Linked DNA regions of Anser cygnoides: regions 2 and 3 are each linked to region 1. Evidence: chromatin contacts called from public Hi-C data. All regions are on one chromosome and are shown on one strand. Each heading gives the region's core, a stretch centred on a gene start, on an enhancer-like site or on the middle of the called end of the contact. The rest is flanking DNA. Distances are from core to core; before and after follow the strand shown.

Region 1 (4,710 bases), core at 568-3,067:
CAAAGAGGCAAGCAGAGAAAAATACTTACTCCTGGAAGATGGTGATGGCATGCCCGTTAATCACAAGTTTCCCATTCTCAGCCTTGACTGTGCCCTTGAAGTGGCCATGAGTAGAGTCATATTTGAACATGTAAACCTAGCAAGGAGAACGGGGAAGGAAGGTCAAACATCCTGGCTGCAATCTCCCGAGCCCTTGCTCTGCCTATGCCACAATCTCAGCTCTCCACCTTCTCAGTGACCTTGTCCAATTGCTACTCCGTACTTGGCTCTGCCGTATCTCCCTAGCTTGCACCACTATGTTTCGTTTGTCCCTTAATCCACCTACAGCCCCACACATAGTTTCCATGGGGAACAGCTAGAACAGAGCTAGAGGAACTTCTTGCCACACTGTGCTATCCAAGGAGATGCAAGGCACACACAGTGCCCAGAGGGGGCACTCCAAGGCAACTCACCATGTAGTTCAGATCAATGAAGGGATCATTGATGGCTACCACTTGGACTTTGCCAGACAGGATGGCAGCCCTGGTGACCAGGCGGCCAATACGGCCAAATCTGGGGAGAAAAAGAGATGCAGATGAGGAGGACCAGCAAGCAACATGCCTGACTGGGCATGGAAGAACATCCACTGCTCCTTGCCCAAAAGGGCAGGAGGGAGTCCCACACCAGTGTCCAAAGGCCAAGAAGCCATGGTTAAAGATTAAGAGCGACCCCCAGCCGGAGCAACCTCAGAAGAAAGGTCAGGCGCTAAATTTACTGAAAGCCCCGGGGGATCCGGTTACTCCTCAGCAGGGTGGGAGAAGGTCACATTCCCGGGGCGCTGCCGACACACGATCCACCTGGCGACCTTTCGATAGGGAGCCGCTGGCCCCACAGCCTGCACTGGGGTGCGGGGGACCCCCAAATGGAGACGGGGCCATACCGACAGCGCCGGTACTTCCTGGGTGACTCACCCCGCGTCTCTGCGGGGAAGTGACTCAGCACCCCGCCCTCCCCGGGGCCGTTAGTTGCGGGTGCAGGGGGCCTCCGTGCAGCACCGCTGCTCATCCCCAAGTGCTCATCCCCGCGTCCTTCAGGCGACCTTGCCCCGTCCTCCTCCCCCCAGTGCACATCCCTGCAACCCCACCCCGCCGGGCGCCTCCCGGTGCCGCAGCCCGGCCCTGGCGCTCACCCGTTGACTCCGACTTTCACCATCTTGCCTCTCGGGGATGTTCCTGCGGGGAGAGAAGCAGCCGTGAGGCGTGAGGACGCCAAACCCCAGAGCCAGGCCCGGCCGCCGCCCCGCCGCTCCCTGCCGTGCCCGGCCTCCCGCCCCGCCGCACCGTTAACGGCCCCCCCCCCCCCCCCCACCGCACGTTCGGGGACCGCCCCCAACCGCCCCCCGCATCCACCCCACCCCCCCCCATTTTACCCGTGAAGCTCTCCCCTCCACCCCCCTCCCTCACCCCCCCTTCCCCACCGCCTCCATTTTGTGCCGCCCGCCTTTGTGCCCCCGGGCCCCACCGCCACGCGGCCCCGCTGCGCACAGGGGGCGGCCACACGACGCCCCCCCCCCCCCCCTCCTCCTTCCCGGCCTCCAGCGGGGCTGCGGTGGCGAACGCCCCCCTCCCCCCTCAAAAAAAAAAACCGGCAGCCCCCCACACCCCCCAAGCCCGTTACCGGCTGCCTCCGCTCGGTGCCTGGCGCGCAGTGAGGAGGTGGCTCGGCGCCGCGCCGCCGCCCTTTATAGCCGCGGAGGCAGCGCCCCCCTCGCTCCGCCCCGCCGGGCCGCCGCCGAATGGCAGCGCGGGGGCCGGGCCGGGCTACGTGCGCCCAGCGATCGCCCCCGCCCGCGCAACAAAGGGCCCCGAGGCGGGCGTTGGGTTGGGGGGAGGAGGGGGGCGAGGGTCTCCGCCGCCATGGGTCGTGTGGTGTGTGGGGGGGTGTCCCCCCTGTGTGTAGCAGGGCAGACAAAGCCCCTCGTGGTGGTGGTGGTGGTGGTGGTGGTGGTGGGGTGTCGTGGTTGCAACAGGGGGGCTGGCACCTGGGGGCTCGCTGCTGTGTGCAGCACGGGGAATGGCCTGCGATCCTTGGGCAACAAAGGAGCGGGTTGTGCTGGGCTGCTGCCTGCTTCGCTCCCCCTTTTTAGGCCCTCGCACGTGGCAGCAGTGGGTCCCCCAAGCCTCCCACACCGAGGGAGCAGCGGGTCTCCAGGCCCGCTCCCTGCCATCACGACGTGAGCAAGGATGGCCGCCGGTCCCTTCTCTTAGGGCCCCATTCCTTTCTCTGTCTCCCCTGCATGGGTTTAGCCAGGCGTGCTCTGAATGCGGCTGCCTCCCCAGCAGGCTGCGCGGCACAGCGTGAGGACCATGTTAATGAGGAACTGCAGCGCTGCTGCTACCCGCGGGACGTGACGGCGGAAATCCTGCCCACTGCCCCGAGAGCTGACGGCGTGCCTCCACCACCTTGGCCCGCCTTTTGCCGGCTGGCTGGGTTTGGGGTGTGTGAGAAGGGAGTGCTCCCCGCGTGACAGCCACCGTGGCCCAACTGGCACCCCACGTGCTGGAGAGCCTCTCCAAGCTGTGCCGTGCTGGCTCAGCGTGCTCCGCTGGGAAGCAGTGGGGCCGGTGCAGCCCAAGCCTGGGCTCTGTGGGACAGACCCACACTAGGCTTGAAAGCCTCCATCCCTTGGGAGGGGGGTACCCAGGGAGCAGGCACCTGAAATGTGGTGCCTAAGATGAGACGGAGGGAAAGGGAGAAGGTTTGGGAAGGCATGGGATGTGGGCTTGCAGATGTGGAGGGCCAAACTGGTCTCCCTCACGGCTCGGCCAAGCTGGACTCCAGCTACACTCTCAAGATGGAGAGGGAGGGTAGGGGGGGTGGGTGTCTAGCAAGGGGTCACACATCTCGTACGTAACCCAACTCTCCTTATACAGCTGCTATTCCCGGTGCACGGAGGGGCAGGCGGCTAAGTTTAGCCCCGGCCGAGGTTACGACCTTTTCTTAAAGGCCAGGGGGGGATAGCTGGTGCAGCACAGCCGCGGAGCTGGAAGGGGTGCGATCCCTCGGCGGGGGGGAGCCCCCCTGCGCCCCCTCCACAGCAGCCGGCCGCGGGGTCGGGGGAGCTGCCTGGGCACCCCCTGCACGCACGGGAGGCCCTCTGTTTGCTCGGCAAACACTCCGGCAGCCGAGCTCCCCGCGCAGGGGGGCAGAGTGCGGGCGGGATGAGCCAACGCAGCAGCCCCGTGCCCCCGAGCGGGGCCCACGATCGATATTTCAGCCGGCTGCCCCCACAGCCACCTGGCAGCGGCCCCGCAGCGCCGGCCCCGGCCCGCTGCGTGCCGCCCGGCCCACCCGGAATGGCGGCGAGCACCCAAAATGGCCCCGCGCGTGGGGGCCGCGCCGCCGCCGGAGCCGGGGCCGGTGCCGGGGCCGGAGCCGTGCCGCGGGCTCTGCCGCCACCTCCCGGCGGGCGGTGGCGGCCCGGGGTGGGAGAGGAGGTGCGGTGAGGGGCCGTGGGGGGTCCTGCCCCCCCCCCCCCCCCCCCCCGCGCAGCCCCTGGGTCTGAGCGAGGCGCCGCTCGCGGGGGCGGTGCTGTGAGCTCGGACACGGCAGTTAATTAGCTCTGTTTAATTAGCGAGCGAGTCCTCACGCACGAGGAGCGGGCTGAGGGGCAGCAGGAGCGCCACGCGTCTCCTCCGCGCTCCTCGCCCGAGCTTCAGGGCTGCAGCCGCTGGCTGGCCGTGCTCCTTCCCGTCTGGTCCCGAGCTGGTCCTCCGCAGGCTCCTTCTCCACCTGCGGACAGGCATGGCCGGTGAGCGGCCCAGCAGCCAGACACTGGCTGGGCCCTACGTCCCCCACACGGCTCAGGCAACATGAAAGTCAGCGCTGCCATGTCCACGCTCGTTGTGTTTACCCCACCAGCACTCAGCTCTTTCTGCCCCACAACCCATCCTGGGGCCGGACCCCCCCCGCCCCCCACTCCAGACACTCCCCACAATTCATGCCCTGAGGTCTCCCCTTACATTTGCTGACCCCTCGCTGCCGGCCCGCTCACCTCCAGGTCTCTCCAGGCCTAACACCCCAAACCACTGAAGGTCCCGATCCGATCCAGTTTCAGCCCAAAGCAGCCCCTGGGCACGGCCTTCCAGGCCCAGTCTCCAGGGAGTGCCCACTTGCGACTGGTGAGCGTCTTGCGCCAGAGCGGGGCACGGGCAGCTCTGGCCCCAGAAGGGAGGAACGGGAGGGTGGGGGAGAGCAGCTGAGGTCCCGAGCTGGACCCCTCCTCTTTTGTGTTCTCTTCTTCGGCCTGCGTGGATTCAGAGTCCAGGGGCAGCAGCTGGGAAAGGAGCATCTGGGAAGGTGGATAAACAGGGAGGAGATGTGGTAACAGTGAAGGTGCCTGTGCTCCCGTTTCTCATTTATCTATCCTGGTGATAAGCCTTGCACCCCAAACCCACTGTCCCACAGCCCCACACCTTCCCCCGGACTCAGGCAGGACATAAAATAGTGTCTGTGCACGAAGCACTGCGTCTGTGACATTGCATCCAGACCAAGGTCACCAAGAGAAGGGCTAGAACTGCAGCTCCTGCAGTCTGAAATGATTTTGCTGTCCGTAAGAGCAGGTAGGAAGCTGGTGTGGGTGTGCCTCTCCGTGCACCCCTTGCCCTGCTGTTGTTAATAGGATCCCCCCTCTGCACTTGAAGATAATCAAGGCTTCAGGCCTTGGTCCTT
Region 2 (4,440 bases), core at 546-3,045, 420 kb before region 1:
AAATCAATGCCCTTTCTATGAAAATGGGCATTTTCATGGGCTTTCATACCTGTGGCTCACTGACCTTGCAATATGTGCCTTGCAATACGGAGGTGTCAGTGATGGAATCTTACTATGGGTATAGGAGAAACATGGGGATGGTGGCATAGACAGGACACTCAGAAGGCAGACAATGCTCATGCAGTTAGGAAGCAAACTGGAGCCAATTTAGGGATGGCTAGTGCACATATATTCAGTCATTCAGGCTTCTTTGGGCTCACATCAGGAAGGATGTATCTCTTCTTCCAGCCCCGAGCTTTGTACATGGCTTTGCTGATCTATGCTATACCTCACCTTCTTGTCTTTTTCTCACTTGATGAGAATAGGGACAGTACCTTCACAGAGTCATATTCACAGTTCTGCGATGGTTCAAGATCCATATGTGTGAAATAAAGGTGAATGCCATATCCTGGAGGGACCTCTATTTCCCAAGATTCCTGCAGATCATTTGGATACACCTGAGGATAATTGGGTGACAAGATCTCACCATACATGGAGGCTGCATCAGCCCAGACAGGGAGACAGAAGAAGATAAGGTACCTGAGAAAAGAGGAAGATGATATTGCAGAAGTCTTCTCCGTCCGCATATGAACACAGTCCCTAATGAAAAGGCTAGTCTTTGGCTGTATGTAGCATGCAGCTTAGCTCCTGGCTTTGGAGTTTTAATGACCAGTGCTGTGGCTGTGTGGGGTTTATCCTGTAGCCTTTCAAACAGGACTACATTCTCCATCCTGCTCTCTGCTCCTCTCCAGCTGTAGAGGAACTAGTAATGCTGCAGAAATTGAACAGAAGGGTCTTAAATGCTATCTATACCATACTTCACTACCTTGTTCTGGAAGCTACTTGGGCTACAGACATTCAGATTTGAGAATCAGTACAATACTACAGGAAAAACACCTAATTCATAAAACGAAATTATTAATAAAACTGAGTTCCCCATGGAGATTCAGTAACTCACCACATCTGGAAAAAGCTGATCTTCCTTTCTGAAAACTTTCAGGAATTGGACTTTGGAGTTACGGTCTGGGACAAAAAAAAACCAGTGTGATTGATTAACGTTGCCTGTGCTTCTGTGTGTCTGCTAGGCAGGTCAAAGGCCCTAACACCCCAGCTTGCGGAGAATTCACCAATGATTTGCCTCAAAAGCAAATTTATATCACTGCTCTTTCATACATACAGCAACCTCAAGCTTCAAGGAGGGATGCTAGGCTCAGTGCTGACAAAATGGGGCAGGTATCTCCAGCTTGTTACTCACTGATACTCACCTTCTCCCCTTAGGTTCACCAGTGTTTCCAAAGATCGTGTAGGTGTATAGCAAATTGACAGAAAGCACCTCCCCCCCGAAGTACCCAATCCGTTCTCCCCAGCACCCCAAAAATTATGCTAAGACCCTGGGCATGGGGGAAGCATGCACTGACCCTTCTAGCTGTCAGCGACCCTCAGGAATATTTCCCTTTCCCGTTTCTAATGCTTGCAATATTTACCTTCTCTCCCTAGTTCGTGTCTGCTTTTCTTCTCTCTTGCCTTCTCTTTTCTCTCTTTCTCTTTTTATTTTTTTCTTCCTGTTCCCACCCTCCAAAAGGATCCAAGCCTGTGGTCTGGGTAAGGGCGCTGTGATCTGCAATAGCGCAGCACCCCCTAGCAGCAGGATGTAACTTCCAGTTTTCTGTGTCAGCTGCGGTGCGGGGAAAAAAGGCTTGCCGGCTTTCGGCAGAAAGGGGAATTTCCAAAACAAGTTGCACAACCCCGTTGGCTCAGGCTACGTGGGGGCGTGCACCGATCTGGTCTATATTACGGATTTTCGGGAAATCAGATGACTTTGGGGAAAAAAGGAGTCGGAGTTTTCGCATGCCTCCCCTCTCTCCCTCTTCCCCCTCGCCTTTGAAAGTTATGAACAAAATTCTGTAGCAAAAGGAAAGACCACATGAGCACATGAGAACAGGTCTAATGCTTTTGCATGGGGAGAAAAAAAAAAAAAAAAAAAGTTTAATCATCTATCCCAGAGACCACTTTGCTGTAATCCACTCTGGGACTGCAACCTGGTGGCCACAGGGCTGCTGCCACTGTTCCTCATCTTATGCTTGAGACCCATTTGGGGGGGGTATAAAATAAATAAATAAATAAATAAAAACAGTGGCCCTTCAATATTGTGCCTCTCTGAGGCTACCAACAGGAGTTAGGATGCATTGCTCGACTATTTTTTTATTATGGCCTCACTCGTATAAGAACTTTACTAAGAACACCTAACCATTTCTTTATAACTATTTACCGAGTGAACTTGGTGTAAAAACAACTGTTCACCAGGCTTAGCCCTGGAGCACGTTAGATCTAAGACCTTTAAGGAAAGGAGATTCACAATTTATGCCAGGTAGGGCCCTTAAATCAGCCAACGACCACAAACCAAGCCGAGACGAAAATACCACTGTGCAAGCGAAAAGACCTGTCACTAATACTCTAGAAATCCCCTCCTCCTCACAAACCAGCTACACTGGGACAGGACTATAAACGAATGTGTAAAACTCCACCACACACTCTACACTTTAGAAGCAGCACATCATGCTCCAGAGCTTGTTTTGGCCAAGAGAAAAAAATTCAAGTTTCAACAGGCCATAGGTAAAGTGTGCTAGCAAAGCCCATGTGAAAGACTCCTTTATATTGTCAAGGGAGAAAAACACCTACAGATGAATCATAATTGACTTCATTGTAGTCAGCAAAAAGGTTTTACTTGAATAACGTGCCTAATCTGTTTTCTTTGTCAAACCGAGAATAGGTAGAGAAAGAAAATAATTTGTCATCTCACCTCTGATGTCTCTTGGGATCATATCATGATGTTTCTAACTGGAGTTTTGAGAATGGGGAAAACAGTGATGAGAGACACACAACAAATATCAGGGAGACGTTTTATCCTCTGAACTGGGCAAAGACACTGCCAGTAACTCTTCAAGTCACAATGTCATTTTAAAATGGCATGGCAGAAGTAAAACAAATGAGTGCTGATACATTTTGCATGTCATGTAATCACAAGGGAATTGTATATTTTCATATGAACCTGACTCAGCTGGTCTGTAGCAGTGGTAAATTGATGTGTGTGAATATTAATAATTCTTAGAAAACCAAATACCTATTAAGAAAAAAAAAGGTGGGTGAAGTTAGTTAAATAAAAAGGCAGCTGCACTTTGTTTGGGTACATGTCTTTATAATGCTAACTATTTATGCAGTGATATTGATGTATATATTTAAATTGAATAAACATAAAGCATTTGTTTACGTATGCCTCGGTCTATGTTGTTGTAACGATTCATAAGATGAAACAGGTAATATATTTTACAATTCACTGAAACTATGTCAGAAACTACATTGAATAATAGTTCAAAAGAAGCAAAATCATAAAATTGAGGTCAATAAATGATACTACTAAGGTTGCCAATGCACTGTAATTCTGCTCTGAGGCACATGCATTCTTTTAAATTCCTAAGTTACATGACCACATACTACTTTTCCCAAAGTGCTGCTGCTTCCTTCATTGTGTAAGATAAAACTTTTCTTAAGATGAGTCAGAGCTGTGTAGCTATAACCTTCCTGCCAGATGCTCTGAAGAGTAGTAATGTTCATGTTTTCTTAAAATTACTGTCTCAAACAGGCTTGACTGGCTTGTTCACCACCACCGTCCCCCAGGAAGGCTGGAGGAAAAAAAAAAAAAAAAGGGAAAAAAAGAAAAAGAAAAAAAGCTTTTCCTGATTTCTTAAGAAAAGCCACATTTTTTCCATTTGGAATCAGTGAGTCAGTACATAAAACAGAGGGAGTAAATATTAAAAGTGAACACCTAACGTTAATTAGGTGAAATCCATCAGCAGGGAGCCAAGGGTATGCGAGTCCCCGAGACGAGGCAGCCCCGCGAGAGGGCAGCAGAGACCGCCGGGTGCGTCCCCTGCTGGGCAAGGCTGCACGAAAGACCGGAACGCCGGCAATGGAAACGAAATTTGCAGAAGCTTCAGCAGCGACATTGCTTCATCAACAGCTGAGCATACGTGAACTTGAGGTTTGACGCTGATGCCAATGTAGCGTCATAAAATCGCTATATATTTTCAGGTTTTTTTTAGGTTGCACTTCCTCCTCCCAAGCGCAGCAGTGCCTTGACTATTAAAAGTAATAATAATAATGAAAAATAATGGCACTCATCGAGATCTGAGTCTCGAAATCCGCTACTATGCTCTGACCCGAAGTGGTTATCTAGCATTTAATCTAAACAGGTCAAATGTAGTTAGTTTCAAGCAACTGAAAACAGAACTTTCCAGCGGAAACTGTTAGGCAATCTCAGGAGCAGATGCTGCTTCTGAAACCCTTCTGTGACAACAGCAAATTGCAGAACCAAGTCTAAATCTCCCTATACATATAGCTAAC
Region 3 (4,554 bases), core at 677-3,176, 470 kb before region 1:
TGATATTCTTGGCTGCACTGGTCAAAGTATCACCATGAGATCAAGTGAAGGTGATCCTTCCCCTCTGCTCAGCACCGGTCAGGCTGCACCTGGAGTGCTGTGTCCAATTCTGGGCATCCCAGTACAAGAGAGATGCGGACATACTGGAAAGAGTCTAGCAGAGGGCCACCAATATGATCAAGGGACTGAAGCACCTCTCCTATAAGGAGAGGCCGAGAGAGTTGGAACTGTTCAGCCTGGAGAAGAGCAGGCTCGGGGGGTGGATTTTATCAATGTCTACACATACCTGAGGGGAGGAAGAAATGAAGACATAGCCAGGCTATTTTCAGTGGTGCCCAGAGACAGGACAAGAGGCAATGGGTACAAACTGGAACACAGGAGGTTCTGTCTAAACATCAGGAAGCACTTCTTTACCGTGCGGGTGACAAAACACTGGCACAGGTTGCCCAGAGAAGTTGTGGAGTCTCCCTCCTTGGAGATTTTCGAAAGTCACCTGGGTATGGTCCTGGGCAACCTGCTCTAGGTGTCCCTGCTTGAGGAGGGAGGTTGGACCAGATGACCTCCAGAGGTCCCTTCCAACCCTAACCATTCTGTGCTTCTGTGATATCCAATCTTCTGTGAAAACCAATCTTAAAGTTTTCTAATCCGCATCAGATTCTCCTAACACTATTTTCAATACATCCTTTTTCCCAAGTTTCCTAGCTAGCTTATAAGACTGTCAGATGAAATTGAATCAGAATCCTTACTGAAGTCAAACTACTGTTACTTATCCACTAGGCCTGTTACTGTAATGTGAAAGATTGGTTTGACTTCTTTTTTTTTTTTTGACAAATGGAAAATGTAAGTTGAAGATTTAATATGTATTTGTTCTATTACCACAGGGAAGGGCAGTAAAATAAACCTGTCTGGATTCCTTAGATTATCTTATTTTTAATGGCCAATATATTTGGCCTTTTCCAGTCTTCTGAACTTCTTTATTCTCTACAGATCTCACAGAAAACTGCCAGTTGGTTTGATCTTGCTTCTTACAGTTCTTCAGCCATCAAAGGATGAATTTCATCAATCATAACTGGTCTGAAAGCACTGAATTTACCTTAGCACTTAAAAATCTATTATCTCCCTACTGCAGAATGACTCGTTACCCACTTGTCATTGGTGCTATTTACGGTATTAGTCTAGTCTCTACCACAGTGAAAACAAATGGAAAATACATGCAATTTCTTGGTATCGCTGGTAGATTTTCCTTTCCACTGAACAGAATGCCAGTCCTTTTACTGGTCTCACCCTTACTGCCTTTGTATTGACAGGCGCTATTTATGGGCTGATACTTCTTTTCCACCACAGAAAAGCTAATTATTTCTTTTCTCTTTGAAGTATTTTTTGCATGCACTTGAAGCAAATTGCCATGTTTCTTTCAATTCCTTCCAGACTAAACATCTTTTTTTTCAGTCTTCCTCTTTAGAAGGCCTGGACTAGCTATTCCCTTCTTTGAACCCTCCTCACATTTGCCCATTATGTAGCAGTGCAGTACCCAGACTAGACAACCAGTCCTGTGTCACTCGGTACTGAGCGCTGAGTAGATATGAAAACTTATTTCATCTGACCTACAGGTTATCTTTACATATATACAAAGTGATATCATAGAGTCATAGAATCATGGAACGGTCTGGGTTGGAAGGGACCTTAAAGATCATCCAGTTCCAACCCCCTGCCATGGGCAGGGATGCCACCCACTAGATCAGGTTGCCCAAAGCCCCATCCAGCCTGGCCTTGGACACTTCCAGGGATGGGGCTTCCACAGCCTCCCTGGGCAGCCTGTGCCAGGGCCTCACCACCCTCATAATAAAGAATTTCTTCCTTGTATCTGCTTTTGCCCCCCCCCCGGTCCCCGTGCTGCCGGCACCGCCACCCGGCCCGCCCGGGCACCTCCTCCGGCGCCGGGCAGCCAATGCCGGGCGGAGGGCGGGCAGGCCAGGCCGCCACCCGCGGGGAGCCTGCGGCGGGGGGCTGGGGCCGTGCCCGCAGAGTGCCGGCCATGCAGCAGCAGCACAGCACCCTGCTCCACCTGGTCGCCGGAGGGTGAGTGTCCCTGCCGGCCTCCGCCCAGCACACGCGGCCCAGGGCCGGGCCGGGCCGGGACGCGGCGCGGAGCCCGAGGCTGCCCCGGGCCTTTGCGGGTCCGCTGCTCTGCGCCTCCGCCCCGGCTGCGGCTCTGCCCCTTCTTCTGGCTGTGTTTGTGCGGTCTGGGGAGAAGGGGAGCCTCCTGGTGAAGTCACGGGGGCCTCAGCTGGGTTTTCCGTGAGTGGAGGGGGAGGGAGGCAGGGCGTTGAATGGGGGGTTAGGATGTGCAGCAGGACGGCCTCGGTGGAGCATCATGGTCCGTGGGAGGACAGCCAACCCTTAGCGGCTGCTCGTCGTAGATTTCCTGCATATCTTCTCTGGTTTTTAAATAGTTCCACTGGGTCTGGTGAGTCAGGAGTTTGGAGCGTGAATCCTGGCAGTGCCTCGGAATTCACAGCGTGCCCTTGAGCAAGGCCCTTCGCCCTCACTTCAACCCTCCTCTCTTTAAGAACCATTTGCCATTTAAATCACAAAACAGTAAAGTGTTTAAAGTTCGTGATGTCCTAAAACAGAAGATGTAACGGACCTCCAGACTTGTTGAGTAACTGCTGAATTCCCTTGTCCAGGCAAGCATCTAACCCGTTTTCCAATTCCACCAACCTGTTGGAGTCTGCATGACAGTAAGGTCCCTAATACAGCCTGTACAATAAAGCATATAATTTAGTTGCACTTGATTAGTAAATTTCCAGTTTTCTGCAGGTAATGCAACTGTGCAATGTCAGTCTTTGCTTCTGTGTACTTGCCACATCTATTGCCAGTGTTATTTTGTATACACTATTCTCTTTTGTTAATTTCTTCTTTGAATTAGATAGTCACAGCATCTAGAAGGCTAAGCCTTTTTCTTATACATTTCTTCATCTTCCTTAGCTTTCTTCTTAACCTTTTTTTCATCCTCACTTTCCACTTTGGTTCTTGAAAAACTAAGAGAGTTCAGCTAGCAACTGAACATTTGCTAGTGGGAACTTTATCAGTCTGTATCTTGTCCCAGCCAATTGAGCAGCAATCTTTGAATTACAATTAGTTAAAACCCAAGAGATAAATAAGTTCAGGTTATTGCTGCAGTGTATAGTTAGTGATACTGTTTCATCTAATTAAGCAGATCTCATTAATGAAGGGACAGTTGTTCATTTTATCTTTTAGGGACTATCAAATGAAACATGAGGCGTTAATTCAAAACTAGTGCAAGAACATAGCTTTTAACAGTGTTCAGTTAAACTGGGGGACTCCTGGCCACAGGGTATGAGAAGGCAAAAGCTTTTTATGTGTCCAGAAAGCATTTAGACTGATGAATAAAAAAGAATGTCTTGAAGGCTATTAAATGCAATGCAACACTTTTGGCTGAGGAAATTTCTGAGCTGAAAAATGCAGAGAGCTGGGAGAATATTCTGGAGAAGAATATTTCTTCTCGTACACTTCTGTGGCCATCGTTATTACCCTGTGTCTTAGACAGAATCCTGGTTTAGATGGAAATTTGCCTGACATAATATTGCAGTTCTTAAATGAAGATCTTCAAGTCATCAGCATTTTTGCCAAAGTAAGGACTGAGATATGAATTACCAGTTAACCTTGTCACACCTGTGCATGTTCTCACAACCTTTTCAGATCATTAAAAAATGTTAATAGTGGGTTTTTATATTTCTCTGTACTAATCCTCTTTTTCTGCCACCTCAAGCTTTACAGTGAACTTTGCAAACTTTAAAATGTGAAAGCAAGATGTAGAAGCAAGTACTCTTTTCTGAGGTTAAATTACATTCTTTCTTCCTTTAGCCCTTTTTGGCACTCACTGCTTTGTTCTGGGAGTATGTGTTGTATGGGTTGTCCACTGCTATTCTCCATCATATTTTGCAGGAATTGCCTTTGTCGCTTTTTTCTGGAATAGTGATTTCAGGGTTTTGTCTTTGTTAAAACAATCTGTTTATGCAGGGCCTAATGACCCTTGGTCACTGCTGAGTTCCGTGTGTTTTTTCATTGCTTGCCATTAATTGCAGCTTTGCTTGTTATTTGCCACTGTGACAGTCATTGTCACCCATGGATTTTGTCATGTTAAATGTCACCTCCTGGTTTTTGGTGGAAAAAAATGAAAATTATTAGATCTAGTCTAGAAGCGATTAGATTCTTGCAGGTCCACTGCTCCACTGACAAATGGTTTAGGAGTGGGGGGAAGAGTGAGACTGATTCTCTCTCTTTTTTTTTTTTTTTTTGTTAAAGTTCATGTTAAGGCATTATAGTTAGGATTTCTTCTAGTTTTGAACAACTGATACACCTTATTTTCTTATCTTTGTTTAGTCAGAGTTCTTGGCTCCTCAAAAAATGCTCTAGTCTTGCCATTTAGCCATACTGGGTCAGAAAGAACCTTTTACCTCAGACTCTTACTGCTGATTAAGTGACCACCATGCAAAGGAATAACTTTTTTTTTTTTTTAGCTCTTACTAT

What was found. A called contact is a pair of places that touch in the nucleus more often than the background predicts.
Region 2: a Hi-C map of liver shows a contact between it and region 1, with 1.8 times the contacts expected there. The contact joins the promoter of C1S here to the promoter of GAPDH in region 1. A contact is called at or near these places in 2 of 7 Hi-C or Micro-C datasets (both in liver).
Region 3: a contact with region 1 is called in a Hi-C map of liver, with 6 times the contacts expected there. The contact joins the promoter of LOC106047853 here to the promoter of GAPDH in region 1. A contact is called at or near these places in 2 of 7 Hi-C or Micro-C datasets (both in liver).

What each region holds. Positions count from the first base shown.
Region 1 is chr1:102,272,819-102,277,528 of Taihu_goose_T2T_genome, reverse strand. GAPDH (glyceraldehyde-3-phosphate dehydrogenase) reads right to left here and starts at 1,817. Exons shown (of 12, transcript XM_067004670.1): 1 at 1,657-1,817; 2 at 1,169-1,211; 3 at 453-552; 4 at 30-136. The coding sequence starts at 1,191. It overlaps LOC125180588 (C-type natriuretic peptide 2-like), which reads right to left. Exons shown (of 3, transcript XM_048051563.2): 2 at 4,034-4,330; 3 at 3,545-3,771. The coding sequence ends at 4,052. It overlaps LOC106047847 (a long non-coding RNA gene), which reads left to right and starts at 4,327. Exons shown (of 7, transcript XR_007159276.2): 1 at 4,327-4,601.
Region 2 is chr1:102,693,735-102,698,174 of Taihu_goose_T2T_genome, reverse strand. It overlaps C1S (complement C1s), which reads right to left and starts at 1,795. Exons shown (of 12, transcript XM_013199550.3): 1 at 1,524-1,795; 2 at 998-1,062; 3 at 375-579. The coding sequence starts at 1,002.
Region 3 is chr1:102,744,175-102,748,728 of Taihu_goose_T2T_genome, reverse strand. It overlaps LOC106047853 (solute carrier family 25 member 36-like), which reads left to right and starts at 1,926. Exons shown (of 7, transcript XM_048051526.2): 1 at 1,926-2,079. The coding sequence starts at 1,949.